Regions from separate parts of the Sus scrofa genome. Here region 1 is linked to region 2. A link is a contact called in public Hi-C data. All regions are on one chromosome and are shown on one strand. Each heading gives the region's core, a stretch centred on a gene start, on an enhancer-like site or on the middle of the called end of the contact. The rest is flanking DNA. Distances are from core to core; before and after follow the strand shown. Region 1 holds the start of LOC110261362 (orphan sodium- and chloride-dependent neurotransmitter transporter NTT5-like). Region 2 holds the start of TRPM4 (transient receptor potential cation channel subfamily M member 4).

Evidence for each region. A called contact is a pair of places that touch in the nucleus more often than the background predicts.
Region 1: a contact with region 2 is called in a Hi-C map of epiblast stem cells, with 1.9 times the contacts expected there. The contact joins the promoter of LOC110261362 here to the promoter of TRPM4 in region 2. A contact is called at or near these places in 2 of 47 Hi-C or Micro-C datasets (embryonic fibroblasts and epiblast stem cells).

The regions. Positions count from the first base shown.
Region 1 is chr6:54,426,272-54,432,804 of Sscrofa11.1, forward strand. It overlaps LOC110261362 (orphan sodium- and chloride-dependent neurotransmitter transporter NTT5-like), which reads right to left and starts at 5,017. Exons shown (of 12, transcript XM_021097558.1): 1 at 4,837-5,017. CD37 (leukocyte antigen CD37) reads left to right here and starts at 5,142. Exons shown (of 8, transcript XM_021094728.1): 1 at 5,142-5,271.
Region 2 is chr6:54,339,093-54,346,395 of Sscrofa11.1, forward strand. It overlaps TRPM4 (transient receptor potential cation channel subfamily M member 4), which reads left to right and starts at 3,682. Exons shown (of 24, transcript XM_021094712.1): 1 at 3,682-3,816; 2 at 4,114-4,181. The coding sequence starts at 3,793. It overlaps HRC (sarcoplasmic reticulum histidine-rich calcium-binding protein), which reads right to left and starts at 2,546. Exons shown (of 6, transcript XM_003127287.5): 1 at 742-2,546; 2 at 592-662. The coding sequence starts at 2,335.

The DNA of each region.
Region 1 (6,533 bases), core at 3,767-6,266, 89 kb after region 2:
AAAAAAAAAAAAATCTGCACACAATGTTAGACTGCACAGGGTGTGGAGAAAAGGGAACCCGCCTACACTGTTGGTGGGAATGCAAATTGGTGTAGCCATTACGGAAAACAGTATGAAGTTTCCTTAAAAAACTAAAAATAGGAGTTCCCTGTGGCTCAGCAAATAAGGATTCAGTGTTGTCACTGCTCGGATGGCTGCCGTGGTGCAAATTCAATCCCTGGCCTGGGAATTTCCATATGCTGCAGACACAGTCAAAAAAAAAAAAAAATCTTTCAAACACACATACATGTACATACACATATTCACTCACACAAACACACACACACACATACAAACATTTCTAATACCAGATATCATTAATGGCAAATTCTACCAACCTTTAAGGAAGAAATAATTCCAGTATTAAATATGCTTTTCTAGAAAACAGAAAGAGGAACACTCCTCCATTTATTTTATAAGGACACCTCAACTTTGATAACAAAATTTACCTGAAAACTCGAAAGCCCCCAAATAGCTAAGATACTCCTGAATAAAAACAAAATGAGAAGATATACTCTAACAAGTATTAAGCTTATTATAAATTTGTAGTAAGACAGTGTGAATTGAGACAGGGACAAATAGACTAATGGAACAGAATCAAGAGCCTAAAACTAGACTCCCATATATGAAGTCTAGATACATGGATAGATATGCCATAGCAGACCTGTGAGTAGAGGGTTAAATTCTCAATAAATGGTGTTAGGACAATTGAGTATCCATATAACAAAAAAAGAAACTGACCCCTACCTCAAATAACATGCAAAAATCTGTCTCAGGTGGAAAGAAGAAAGAAGAAAATGTGAAAAGCCATAGCATAAAATTCAAGAAAATATGAAGGAATGGAGGATCACTGTCTTCTATTACTCCAGGCAAAAAAATTGCAGATGATGTGAATGCTGCCCCTTGAAGCACAACGCCTTGGTAGAGGAAAAGATTTCTTATAAAAGACATGATGAGCAATGACCAAAAATTTCAATTTGATATATTTTACTACATTAAAATTAAAACCTCCTTTTCATCAAAAGTCCCCAAAAGGATAACAGAAAGAAAAACCATAGAGTGGGAGAAGATATCTGCAACCTACATGACAACAAATGACTAATATTCAAAAAGTATAAAGTACATGTACAAATCAGAAAGAAAAAGACAGGAGTTCCCATCGTGGCTCCATGGAAACGAATCCAACTAGGAACCATGAGGTTGCAGGTTCAATCCCTGGCCTCACTCAGTGGGTTAAGTTCCAGCGTTGCCATGAGGTGTGGTGTAGGTCGCAGACACAGATCAGATCCCGTGTTGTTGTGGCTCTGGTGTAGGCAGGCAGCTGCAGCTCAAATTAGACCCCTAGCCTGGGAATCTCCATATGCTGCTGCTAGTGTGGCCCTAAAAAGAGAAAAGCCAAAAAAAAAAAAAAAAAAGAGACAGATAACCCAATAGGAAAATGGGCAAGAGGCTTGAGCGGCACTTCACAAATATTTTATAATATTTAAACAATTATGACATGCATCATGGAGTTAAATTATTCAAATCAATATAAAATTCCATAATACAAATATTATGTCATTAATAATCAGTGAAAGGCAATTAAAATTACAATGAGGATACGGTCTTTAGGGCATTAGCCTGCTGTGGCCTCCTTTGCCTGGCAAAGCAATAAAGCTATTTTTTCCTTCTTTGTCAAAAAAAAAAGGAAAAAAAAAAAAAAGAAATACCACTGCATAACAATCTGATTGGTAAAAAATGGAAAAGTCAAATAATACCAGATATTGATGAGCTGCAGAGCAAATAAGAATTATCCTCAATGTTAGTATAAATTGTTAAAACTACTTGGAGAACAACTTAGTAGTAAAATCGAATGCATACATACCCTATGGCCCAACAACTCCCAATATTAGGTATATTCCCCAGAGAAACTTTTTCACTTGTGCAACAGAATATAGTAATAATAACAATAATTAACACATTGTGCTTGCTTTGTGTCAAGCACTGTTCTAAATGCTTCACATTTTTATATTACATTACTCTTCACAACAACGCTACGAGGTAAATACTATAATTATCTCCACTTTACAAAAGTGAAAGAACTGAAACACAAAGAAACTACACAACTTTCTCAAGGTTACACTGCCCATGAGTGGCAGAGTCAGGATTTAACATAGTCTGATTCCATAAAGAGCTCTTTACCAACTAAACATTTTTCTACTTCTCACAAGAACATTCTCAGTGGAGTTCCCGCTGTGGCACAGTGGGTTAAGAACCAGACTGCAGCAGCTCAGGAAGCATAGGTTCAATTCTTGGCCCTGAAGTAATGGGTTAAAGGATCCAGCACTGCCGCAGCTGTGGTGTAGTTTGCATCTGTGGCTCAGATTCAATCCCTGCCCAGGGAGCTTCCATATGCCGTGCGTGCAGCTACAGAAAAAAAAAAAAAAAGAGAGAGAATGTTCCCCACAACAGTATTCATAATTGTCATAAAGTTGAAAAATGCAAATGCCCCTCAAGAGTAAAATGAATAAATCATAGACTATTCAAACAAAAGAATACTACGCATATATGAAGAAAATAAAGGAACTGCAGCTACACTCAACAGTAAAAATGCACAATGTTGAACAAAAGCACAACATAAAATATTCCAGAGACAATAAGTCATATTTCTAAGTTCAAAACAGAAGCAAAATTAAACTAATAATTTAAGGATGCATATAGACATAGTAAAAGTATAAAGAAATTCAAAGAAATTATTACCACAAAAGTCAGACTAGAAGCTATCTCTAAAAGAGAAAAAGAGGTATTTGATTATGAAATGACAATTTGAGATGATCTTCCAGAGTCATGGTAATATTCTAGTTCTCAATCTGTTGGCAGTTATGTAGATATAAGCTTTATAATTATTCATTTAAAACTCTGTTTATATGTTCTATGCACTTTTGTGGATGCATATTTCATGATTTAGAATGTTAAAAATAAAATATAAAGAAAAAGAGAAGAAATGGCTCAAGAATAAGGAGAAATGCCAGAAGGAAATGCTGTCACAAAAGCTAAAGAGAAAGCAACAGAGAGCCTCAGATAATCAACACAAAATCAAATAAGATAAACTCTAAAGTGTGTCCATAATGAATTCTTTCCTTTGGGCTTTGGAAGAAACCCCAAATCTTAATTCAATTCATTCAAAAGTTAACCAAGTTGAGAAAGCTGGGGACATTTATCTAAGAGTTGGCAGCTTACCTAAGAAACACAAATCTTCACTACTACTAGGTGGTTTGCCAGCAGCTGAAATGAACCATAACTCAAAATAATAAGTACTTCTGATTCCCATCATTCATGTTAACAATGACCCTGACACCGCCCTTCCACTTTAAAAGGGGGGGGGGCGGTACTCATGAAAAATATATCAATCTTTCTTGAACATATTCAAAAAGGGACTCCTTTCAAGGTCCTACTGTATAGCACAGGGAATTCTATTCAATATCCTGTGCTAAACCATAATGAAAAAGAATATGAAAAAAATATATACATATAGATAAACTGAATATATATATATAACTGAATTCCTCTGCTGTAGAGCAGAAATTAACACAACATTGTAAATCAACTATACTTCAATTTTTTAAACTGGGTTTTTATCTAAATTTATTTATCTATTCATTTGTTTGTATGTGTAGTCTTTTTGACTCTTTAGGGCCGCACCCACGGCACATAGAGGTTCCCAGGCTAGGGGTCAAATCGGAGCTGTAGCTGCCGGCCGACTCCACAGCCACAGCTACGCCAGATCCAAGCCACATCTGGGACCTACACCACAGCTCGCGGCAATGCCGGATCCTTAACCCACTGAGCGAGGCCAGGGATGGAACCCCGTCCTCATGGATACTATGTCAGGTTCATAAACTGCTGAGCCATGACAGGAACTCCTATTTATTTATTTATTATTATTATTTTGTCTTGTTATGGCTGTATCTGCGGCATAGGGAGGTTCCCAGGCTAGGGGTCCAACTGGAGCTGTAGCCGCCGGCCTACACCACAGCCACAGCCACGCCAGATCCGAGCCGCATCTTCGACCTACACCACAGCTCACGGCAACGCAGGCCTCTTTAACCCACTGAGCGAGGCAACCTGTGTCCTCATGGATCCTAGCAGGGCTCCTTAATCGCTGAGCCACAATGGGAACGCCTATATTTCAATTTTTAAAAACGTATTTAAGTGTATCCTTAAAACGAGTTTTCTGGTAAATCAGTAAATTTGACCCAGGGAAAGAACTGAGTTTTAGCAAAGAGATCCTGCAAACTGGCCACTTGTAACACTTAAAACCCCCTTGGTCCCCTGGTAAACCCTTCCTCGCAGGCTGGAGACGCCCTGAGGGTGGCTGACTGTGTGACACCCTCCAGCATCCTTCCCTCTGGGGAGCGCTGGGGGGGTAGGGGGGGCTCCGGAAAGGCCCCGTGCCTCTCAGTTTACCTCCTTCCTGGACCCGCCAACTCCAAAACTGAAAGGAGGGTCCCTGGTGCATCCTCAAGGCGCAGGCCGTAACTGCTTGTCCCTCACAGGCCAGAGACAGGGCTGGACCCGATCTCCACCGCTTGGCAGCCTGAACCAATGGGAATCCCCAACTGGGCAGGGACCGAAGGCGACTCCCCTGAAGGTTGAGCCTTGGAACTGACTCAGGGTGAGATCAAGTGAGCCAAGGGGCCGACGCCAAGGAGAGCGTCTGGGAGGCTCCGTCTTGCGGCCTAAAAGTTATCCCTTGCCAAGTCCAGGGCCCAAACTCACACACCCCAAGTTTCAGGGAACCCTTGGGAACCAAGTCACCTTCACCGTAGCCTCGAAGCCTGGGGTCTCCAGTCTGGTCAGTCAGGCGATAATGAAGGTGAAGAAGGCTCAACTGAGAAGGCTAGCAACCATTTCCGGCCCTTTCAGGTCTCCTCAGGCCTGAACGCGCGACGCTCCTCGCTCGGCCGCAGGTGCCGCCTTTCCTGCGTTTCTCTGCGCATGCGCCGCTGGTCCTCTCGCGAGCCCTCTAACCAGAGTCCGTAGCTCCACCCTCCCTAACACCTACGCCTACCCTACTGCGCAGGCGCGCACACGCGCACACCCTCCAGCACGCACGTCCTCCGTCTGCACATGCTCGCACCTTCCCTCTCTTTTCCTTTTCGACCGCGTGCCCAATCCGCTTCCCCCGTCTCTCAGAGGAGTACCTGGTGTGGAGCGTCGGGTTAGCTTCTGATTCCCCCAAGCAATGTGGAGGTGAGTCTGAGGTGGGAGGCTTGTTCTTCCCATTCATTCCTTCTTGCCTTCAAAGCTTTGACACTTACTTAAGGCTCCCATACCGCTAGTCAAACCTTAAATATGAACAAGACAGACGGGGACCTTGCCTTCAGAGCATTACACTATCTGCTGGGCTTGCAGAGAGTCAGAAAGCCCAAAGATTTACTTAGGTCAGTGGCTCTCAAACTTTTGGTCTCAGGACTATTTTTAGTCCCTTAAAAATGAAGGACCTGGGAGTTCTCATTGTGGTTCAGCAGTGAGGAAACCAAGTAGTATCCATGAGGATGCAGGTTGGATCCCTGGCCCTGCTCAGTGGGTTAAGGATCCCGCAGTTGCTGTGAGCTGTGATGTAGGTCACAGACTGGCTCAGATCTGGCCTTGGTGTGGCTGTGGCATTGTCTGGCAGCTAAAGCTCCAATTTGACCCCTAGCCTGAGGACTTCCAACTGGTGCAGGTGTGGACCTAAAAAAAAGGGAAAAAAAAGAACAACCCCAATCAAATTATGTGGGTTAAATTTATGTGGATTGTGTTTATATGAGTCATATCTGTGCCATGAAAACTGGGAAATTTCCAAAATATATATTATCAAAAATCCATTTTGTTAACATAAATAACATTTTATAAAATTTTTATTTTTGTTTATTTATTTTTTTGTCTTTTGTCTTTTTGGGGCCGCACCCGCAGCATATGGAGGTTCCCAGGCTAGGGGTCTAATCAGAGCTATAGCTGCTGGCCTACACCACAGCCACAGCAACGCCAGATCCTTAAGTCACTGAGCAAGGCCAGGGATCAAACCTGCAACCTCATGGTTCCTAGTCAGATTCATTTCTGCTGTGCCAGGACAGAAACTCAGGCATAAATAACTCTTTTTTTTTTTTTTTTTGCCTTTCTCTAAGGCCACACCCACGGCATATGGAGGTTCCCAGGCTCAGGGTCTAATGGGAGTTGTAGCCACCGGCCTATGCAGAGCCCCAGCAACACCAGATCCAAGCCGAGTCTGCGACCTGTAACACAGCTCATGGCAGCGCTGGATCCTTAACCTGCTGAGCAAGGCAAGGTATCGAACCCGCAACCTCATGCTTCCTAGGCGGATTCCTTAACCACTGAGCTGTGATGGGAACTCCATAAATAACATTTTTAATAGCTATAATTTCACCCAAAAAATAACTTAGTGAAACTATTTTATATCTTTGTGAATCTCTTTAATGCCTGGCTTAATAAAAGACAGTTTGATTCTCATA
Region 2 (7,303 bases), core at 2,432-4,931:
ACGCGGGATCCTGCGACTTAGACCCCAGCTCACAGCAACGCCAGATCCTTAACCCGCTGAGCGGGGCCAGGGATGGAACCCACAACCTCTCATGGTTCCTTGTCAGATTCATTAACCACTCCGCCACGAAAGGAACTCCCAATCCTCAACCTCTTTACCTCTAACCTTAAGCTCAGTATCTCCACCAGTCTGCTTTCCGCCCCCTCGTTTCCCTATTGCAGGGCGCCACCGCGGCCTCCCATCACTGTGGCCTGGGCCCCCCACCCCCAGTCCTCTCTTTACCTCCTCTCTCCATGCGCTCCTCCCAGCCTGTCAGTCTACAGTCCTCCTGCCCCCACTGCCTCCCTGTACCCTCCTCTCTGTTCCCACAGCCTTGTAGCTCATGCCTCACCCACCCTTTCCTGGACCATTGTCCCAGCTTCCTCCCCAGCATCCTGGCCTCCAGATGTCCCCCACGTAGCCCCAGAAGTGTCGCTGTTCACTCAGAACTGTCCCTGACCCTCCTTTTCTCAAGGCCCTCCCAAGGCACACCAGAGCCCTGGAAGAAATTCTCAGGACAGCTGGGTGGATGGATCTGGGTTGGGGACATACATTGCAGAAGGAGCAGTAGCCACACAGGGATCCTGGCTGGTAGTTTCCGTATTCCTGGGCACCCTGGGGACCTGGGGGGACAAGAAAGAGGGCAGCAGTGACCCGGGCTGACTCTGCTCTTCCCCACCCCCACCTAGTCAGATCACTTACCCACGTCCTCACCACTCTCCTCCTCGCTGGAGGCACCTCCCGCCTCCCTCCCAGCCAGTGGGTTGGGGATGATGGTGACGGGCAGCTCCTCCTCCTCCTCGTCGTCTTCCTCCTGGTGGTCCTGGCTCAGTGGGACCCAAACCTCAGCCCTCTCTTCCCTCCTCTCCTCCTCCTCTTCTTCCTCCTCCTCTTCCTCCTCCTCCTCCTGGCTCAGGCTGAGGCCATGACCTTCCTCCTCGTCTTCCTCATCCTCCCGGTCCAGGCTGCCCTGGTGGGTGCCTTCTCCTTCCTCTTCTGAACCTTCACCATCCTCTTCAGGGGAGCTGTGGTCCTCTTCCTCTTCCTCCTCGGAATCACCCTCCCCTAAATGGCTTCTATCCTTGACCCCCATGTGTTCCCGGGGACGGGAGCTAGTCTCTTCTTTGATGGATCCTCTGTGGCCTTGCTGCCTGTGGCTGGCAGGCTGGTGGCCAAGCTTGGTGGAGATGTCCTCATCTTCCTCCTTGAGGACCCCGGGGTGGTGACGACCAGGGCTCTCTCTCGTATATTCGTCTGGGAAGTCCTCCTCCTCCTCAGTGCTCTTGTGGCCTTGGGCTTGGGGGCTTGCAGCATGGTGGCTGAACTTGACCGTGATCTCCTCCTCTCCTTCCTCCTCCTCATCTCCAAGGCCATGGTGGGTATGTCTGGGAACCTGGTGCCAGTGTTCAGTGGATACGACCTCATCCTCATCTTCCTCATTTCTGTGGCCTGGGTGTCCGTGGCCAGGGACATGATGGTGGTGCGAGTCTGAGACGTCTCCATCCTCTTCCTTCTCGTGGCCTTGATGCCCGTGCGTCTGATATTTGTACTCAGCGGAGTCACCGTCATTGTCGTCATCTTCTTCTTCTTCATGGCCTCGGTGTCTGTGGCTGGGGCCGTGATGGTGACGTCCAGCTGAGACGTCTTCGTCCTCTTCCATCCCGTGGTCTCGGTGCCCGTGGGCCTGGTGTCCATACTCGGTGGAGATGCCGCCTTCCTCCTCCTCTTCCTCCTCCTCTTCTCCATGGCCTCGGCGTACATGCCTGATGATATGATGGTGTCGCTCGCTGGACACAATTTCATCCTCATCCTCGTCTTGGTGGCCGTGGCTCCCATGGCTGGGGAAGTGGTGCCTGGGCTCAGCTGAATCATCCATGTCTTTGCTCCCACGGCCTCTGTGCCCACCCGCCTGCGGAGCATGCGCTGTGGTTCCCTCCTCCTCAGAGATGTTCTCATCTCCCACCTCGTGGCCTTGGTACCTGTGGCCTTGGCGGGGATGGGCTGCTTTGGAGACATCTTCTTCCTCTTCTCCGTGGTCTCCAGAGGCCCAGAAATGATGCCCACTCTCCGTGGAGACATCGCTGTTCTCATCCCCATGGCTTCTATGGCTATGCCCGGAGTGACCGAACTTGCCTGATGCGTCCTCTGTGGGCCCGGGGATGCCTGCGTTGTTGTTCAAGTTGCTGGGGCCCAGCCCAGCCCCTCTCAGCTGCTGGGTCATAGCAGGGGGGAGGAGCAGGCTGGCCACAGCAGCCCAGAGGAGAGACGCCTGCAACCATGGCCCAGGGTGGCCCATGGGGACAGACCAGCAGCAGAGCTTCTCCCTGGGCTGGCTCCCGCTGTGGCTGAGGCTATGTCGATGAATACTGGGGTCCCTGTCCCTTTGGGGTCCTTCTCTTTCTTTCTCCCTGTGTCTTTCCTTTGCTGTGTCTCTCTCTGTCTCTGCCCTCTGGCCCTCACTGCCAGGCTCCAGACACCCCTCTGAGACAATCTCCAGAACCCCCTGACCCCCTCCGCCCCTCCCTCCCGCTCCCCAGCCAATAGGGTCTCTCCCCTCCCCTCTCTGTGGCTAAATTTACTTTCGGCCCGGAGTTATTCTGGGTTAGGCCCGGCCTGCCCCTCCCCTCCGGCTCTTTCTCCTCTCAGCTGGGGAGGGGGTGAGAGAAGGGGTCTCTCTTTGGCCAGGAGAGGGGGCCAAGGGACTTGATTTTGAATGCCGACAAGTTCCGGTTTGGCAGCTGCAAAAATGGTGTCAAATTTTCAGTGGGCCAATTTGGGGGGAGCCCGGGCCATGGGAGGAGGGGAGCGGGAAGGGTGTATTTGAGGGGAGAGACCCCTGCCAAGGAAGGATTGGGGGTTAGATTATGGGGAGTTTCCGGCCAGAACGGGCGACTTTGCTGAGATGGTGGATGCCCACAGGGAAGCCCTGGACAGGGGTGAGAGGAATTGTGCTCCAGCGTGCGTACCCATGACCTCCTGTCCCTGGAACTCAGATCTGGGGGCAGGGGATGGGGCCAGGCCAGGGCTATAAATACAGCAGGGGGTGTGTGTGTGCAGGGGGCTCAGGTTACTCAGGAGGCTGCAGCTGTCCCTGTCCCTGGAGAGCTAGCAGGAGACATGGGGGCCCTGCCTGTGTATCAGTACCTCCCCCTCATCCTATCACTGCTGTCCTCACCCCTCGCTCTTTGGGTTCCCAGCCTTCTCTGTGGGTTCCCTTCTCTCAGTTCTTGTTTCTTCACCCGCTCTCTTGGAGTCCCTGTCCCCCTCCCCAGGATTCTGTCCCCTTCTCACTCTCAGGCTTCTGTCTCTCCCTCTCAGTCTGAGTGTCTCCGCCGCGCCCCCACCCCGCCCCCGCCAACTTCCTTCCAAGCACCCCCCCCTCGCTTTGGGTCGATGTAGCCCCTCGCCAATCTCTGTCCCCCCTTTCTGATTCCCTGTCCCAACCTAAGGCTTCGTGTCCCCATCCCATCCCCTTTTTGTGTGCCCTCTCCCTCATCACTGGCATTTCCTCTCTGAGTCCCTGTCCCCCACCCCGGGTCCCCGGCCCCCTCTCCCCGGGTCTCGCCTGCCGGTCCCTCAGACCCTTTGCCCCGCCTCCCGCTCTGCGCGTCTCCGAGATTCCCCGCCCCCTAGACCTGGCCCCGCCCAGGCTGGGCTGGGACGTAGTGGATCCGGTTTGTCCCGGGCGCGTCTAGAGCCCGGGTTGGTTGAGGGAATGCAGGGAGTCGGATAGTTTGCAGAGGCTGCAGCAGCATGGTGGGTGCGGAGAAGGAGCAGGTACAGCGGCCGGACCCCGGGTCTGAGGGAACAGGGAGCTGGGGGCCGGGACCCCTGGTTCCCGGAGAGGAGGGCGCTGGAGACCCAGATTCTTGGGTCAAAGAAGGGGGCTGCTGGGGCCTCGGACGCCTGGGTCCTTGGGGACAGATGGGGGCTGGGGGGAATCGAGTCTCCTGAGTTTGGGGGAGGCGGGCGCTGGGGTCCTGGACTCCTAGGTCTAGGCTGGGGCGCGGGTGAGTCACTCTGTGTCCCTTAGGACTGAACTGGTTCCCCTTCACCCCTTGTTCTTGTCCCCAGAGCTATATCCCCAAGATCTTCAAGAAGAAGACGTGCACAACTTTCATCGTTGACCCCACAGATCCGGGGTGAGGAGCCCACCCGGGGACCGACCCCAGATGTCCACCCCGCCCACCTCAGACCCCGCCCTTCGGCTCCTCCCCTCCCCCAGTCCTGTCCCCGCAGACACTCCCAAGGGCGTTCCCTGGTGGCTCTCTCCCTCGGGGAGGGCTTCGGTCCTTCTGCAAACACATCCAACTAATCCTTCTCACGCTCAGGGTCCGTGTTAAAGCCCCAGGGCTGGGTTCCGTTTCTTTCCTTCCTCGTGTCTCTCCCGTGTGTCTCCGCCTCCTGGTGTCACTTTCTCTGTTTTTCTCTCTCGACTGTCGCTGTTTCATTCATTCGTCCACTCCTCCAAGAAACCCTCACTCCGCACGTCCAAGGGGGCATGATTTTCAAGAGCACAGGCCCTGCTAGGGTTCTAATCTCGGCTGGGACACGTGCTGTGTGGCTTTGGGCAAAACGTTTCACCTCTCTGGGCCTCATCCGTCATCTGGGCATAAAAACAGGCTCTGGCTCTACCTGCTGGAATTCTTGCGCGAATTAAACAAGTTAATGCTTGTGATACTTCCGAACGTGCCCAGCACATGGTAAGCACTGGAAAATAGCTCTGGTTCCTCCAGGAAGGTAGCAGTTACCTAGTGTGTGCAGGCTCTGGGCTGGTGCTCCGTGGCTGGGCGGTGGCCACCCTTAGGGACTCCTGGCCTTCAGCAATGTTTTCTCAAGGGGTTTCCGGCTTCCTGGTGTCCTCAAGATGATCTTTGGGGTGTGGGAAATACCAACATTCCTAACTTGGTATGCGTATTATTATGAATTTATTAGTGCAGGATGGCTTGAATTATGTATAAATAGACATATTATTTAGGGGTGAGTGCTCAAAAACCTTTTGCAGATGGAAGTGTGGTCCAGAAAGTTTAGGAACCTCTGCTTTGGTGGGAGGAAGAGGATTCTAAGGCGAGAGGATGGGAGCTGCCAAAGACATGCCACTGTGCCTGGTGGGAGCCAAGAGGAGGCATCTGGCTGAGGCTGCGGAGGCCCTTGGGGTGTCACCAATGGCTCCTGGAGGGGAGGGCAGTGAGGTGACATTTAAAGGTGACAAAGTTGGAGTTTGAGAAGTTCCCTTTGTGGCTCAGTGGAAATGAGCCCGACTAGTATCCATGAGGATGTGGGTTCGATCCCTGGTCTCACTCCGTGGGTGAGGGATCTGGCATTGCCCCAAGCTGCCGTGTAGGTTGCAGACTTGGCTTGGATCTGGTGAGGCTGTGGCTGTGATGTAGGCCACCAGCTGCAGCTCTAATTCAATAATTCAACCCCTCGCCTGGGAATTTCTGTATGCCACAGGTGTGGCCCTAAAAAGCAAAAAAAAAGAAAAAAGTTTGACAGTTGAAAGCGGGCTGAAGAGAGGCTCTTGGAAGGGGTGGGAACAGCAGTATAAGCTGCCCCCTATTGACATTGCCACGTGGTTTGCCAGTGGGGCAAAGTTCAGGGTGCAAGGAGCATCTGAGAAAGGAGACCGAGGAGGAGGGTGGGGCCAGAGGTCGCAAGACCTCAAATGCTACCCCAAGGGGCTGGGACCCTGTCCTGGTGTTCCGGGAAATTATGGGAGGGGCAGGGTCAGCTCTGGGTGTGGAAAGACCTCCTGGGATGACTAGAAGTTCGGGAAGCTGGAGAAGAGGCTGGGCAAGGGTAGGCGGGAGGAGAAGAGACCTGAGGCAGGCCAGGGCTATGGGGACACAGGAGGGGATGATGGGGCGAGGATTCCGGGGGCAGGAGCTTGGGGACCCATGGATTTGGGGAGTGAGGGGAGAGGGGAGGGCGATACCCCAGACATCAGGTCTGGAGCTTGGGAGACCGTGGCATTGTCCCTGAGATGGGGACCCAGGGGGATGAGCAGGTTTGGGAAATGTCACTGAGCTCAGAGTGGGATTTCGTGGGTGGGGGGGCACCGGGGGAGCCAGCAGTGTCGCAGACCTGGTCAGGGCCTCAGGAAAATCTGGGACTTCCATCCAAGACTTGAGAAGTCCTAGCTGTAGTTGGAACCTGGGGAAGGAGGTGAGACGTCACTGGGTGTGTGTGCTGGGCTAAGAACATGTAAAGTCAGAGGAGCCAGCAAACTGGCAATTCTATGGTGGATTTTTTTTTTTTTTTTTTTTTTTTTGGCCTGGAAGAGATTTCTAAAAACTTGTCTCTGAATGTCTCAAGACTAACATGCTAGGGAGTTCCCATTATGGCTCAGCGGCTAGTGATCCCCACTAGCATCCATGAGGACTCGGGTTCGATCTCTGGCCTCACTCAGTGGGTTAGGGATCCGGCGTTGCTGTGAGCTGTGGTGGTCAGACGCAGCTTGGTGCGTGGCTGTGGCGTAGGCCGGCGGCTACAGCTCCAATGTGACCCCTAGCCTGGGAACCTCCATAAGCCGCGGGTACAGCCCTAAAAAGACAAAGAAAACCAAAAAACAAAAGACTAACATGCTGCCTCAAGTCACCACAGCCTCCAGCCTCTTGTATTCTCCACCTGATGCCTCTTATCCTTAAGTTACCTGCCTGGTCCTCCAGGGGCCCTGAGTTTAAGCCCCACGAAGGGAAGACAAGTGATTCTGACTCTGGGGAACACTACGCCCAGGGAGGCGCAGAAGAAGAGAAAGCCACAGATGAGGCAGAGACAGGGTGGCCAGGGGAACGGGTGCGCTCTGCCAAGGAAAGTGCTTTCTAGAATCAGAGCCCTTTAACTGTGACCCGGGCCACTTTGTCAGAGTCAGATGAGACCTGAAGAGAGGCCCTTGTATTTGAGGACTCGCGGGTCATTGCTGATTTTATCGGGAACGATTTCAGTTTTGGTGGCCACAGAGAAAGAAAGAGGAGTAGGAGATGAGCCTTGCAGAGAAGGGTGGAAAGTTCCAGTGCCACCCACCAGAACTTTCTGTGGTGGTGAAAATGTTCTATATCTAGTATGGCAGCACTGGCCACGTGTGGCTCCTGATCACTTGACCTGTGGCCACAGCCACCGAGGAGCTGAATTTTTAATTGTACTTAATTTTTGTCTTTATATTTTTTTTGGTCATGCCTGCGGCATGTGGAAGTTCCCTGGGCCGGGGATCGAATCTGTGCCACAGCAGCAACCGAGTCACTGCAGGGACAACATTGGATCCTTA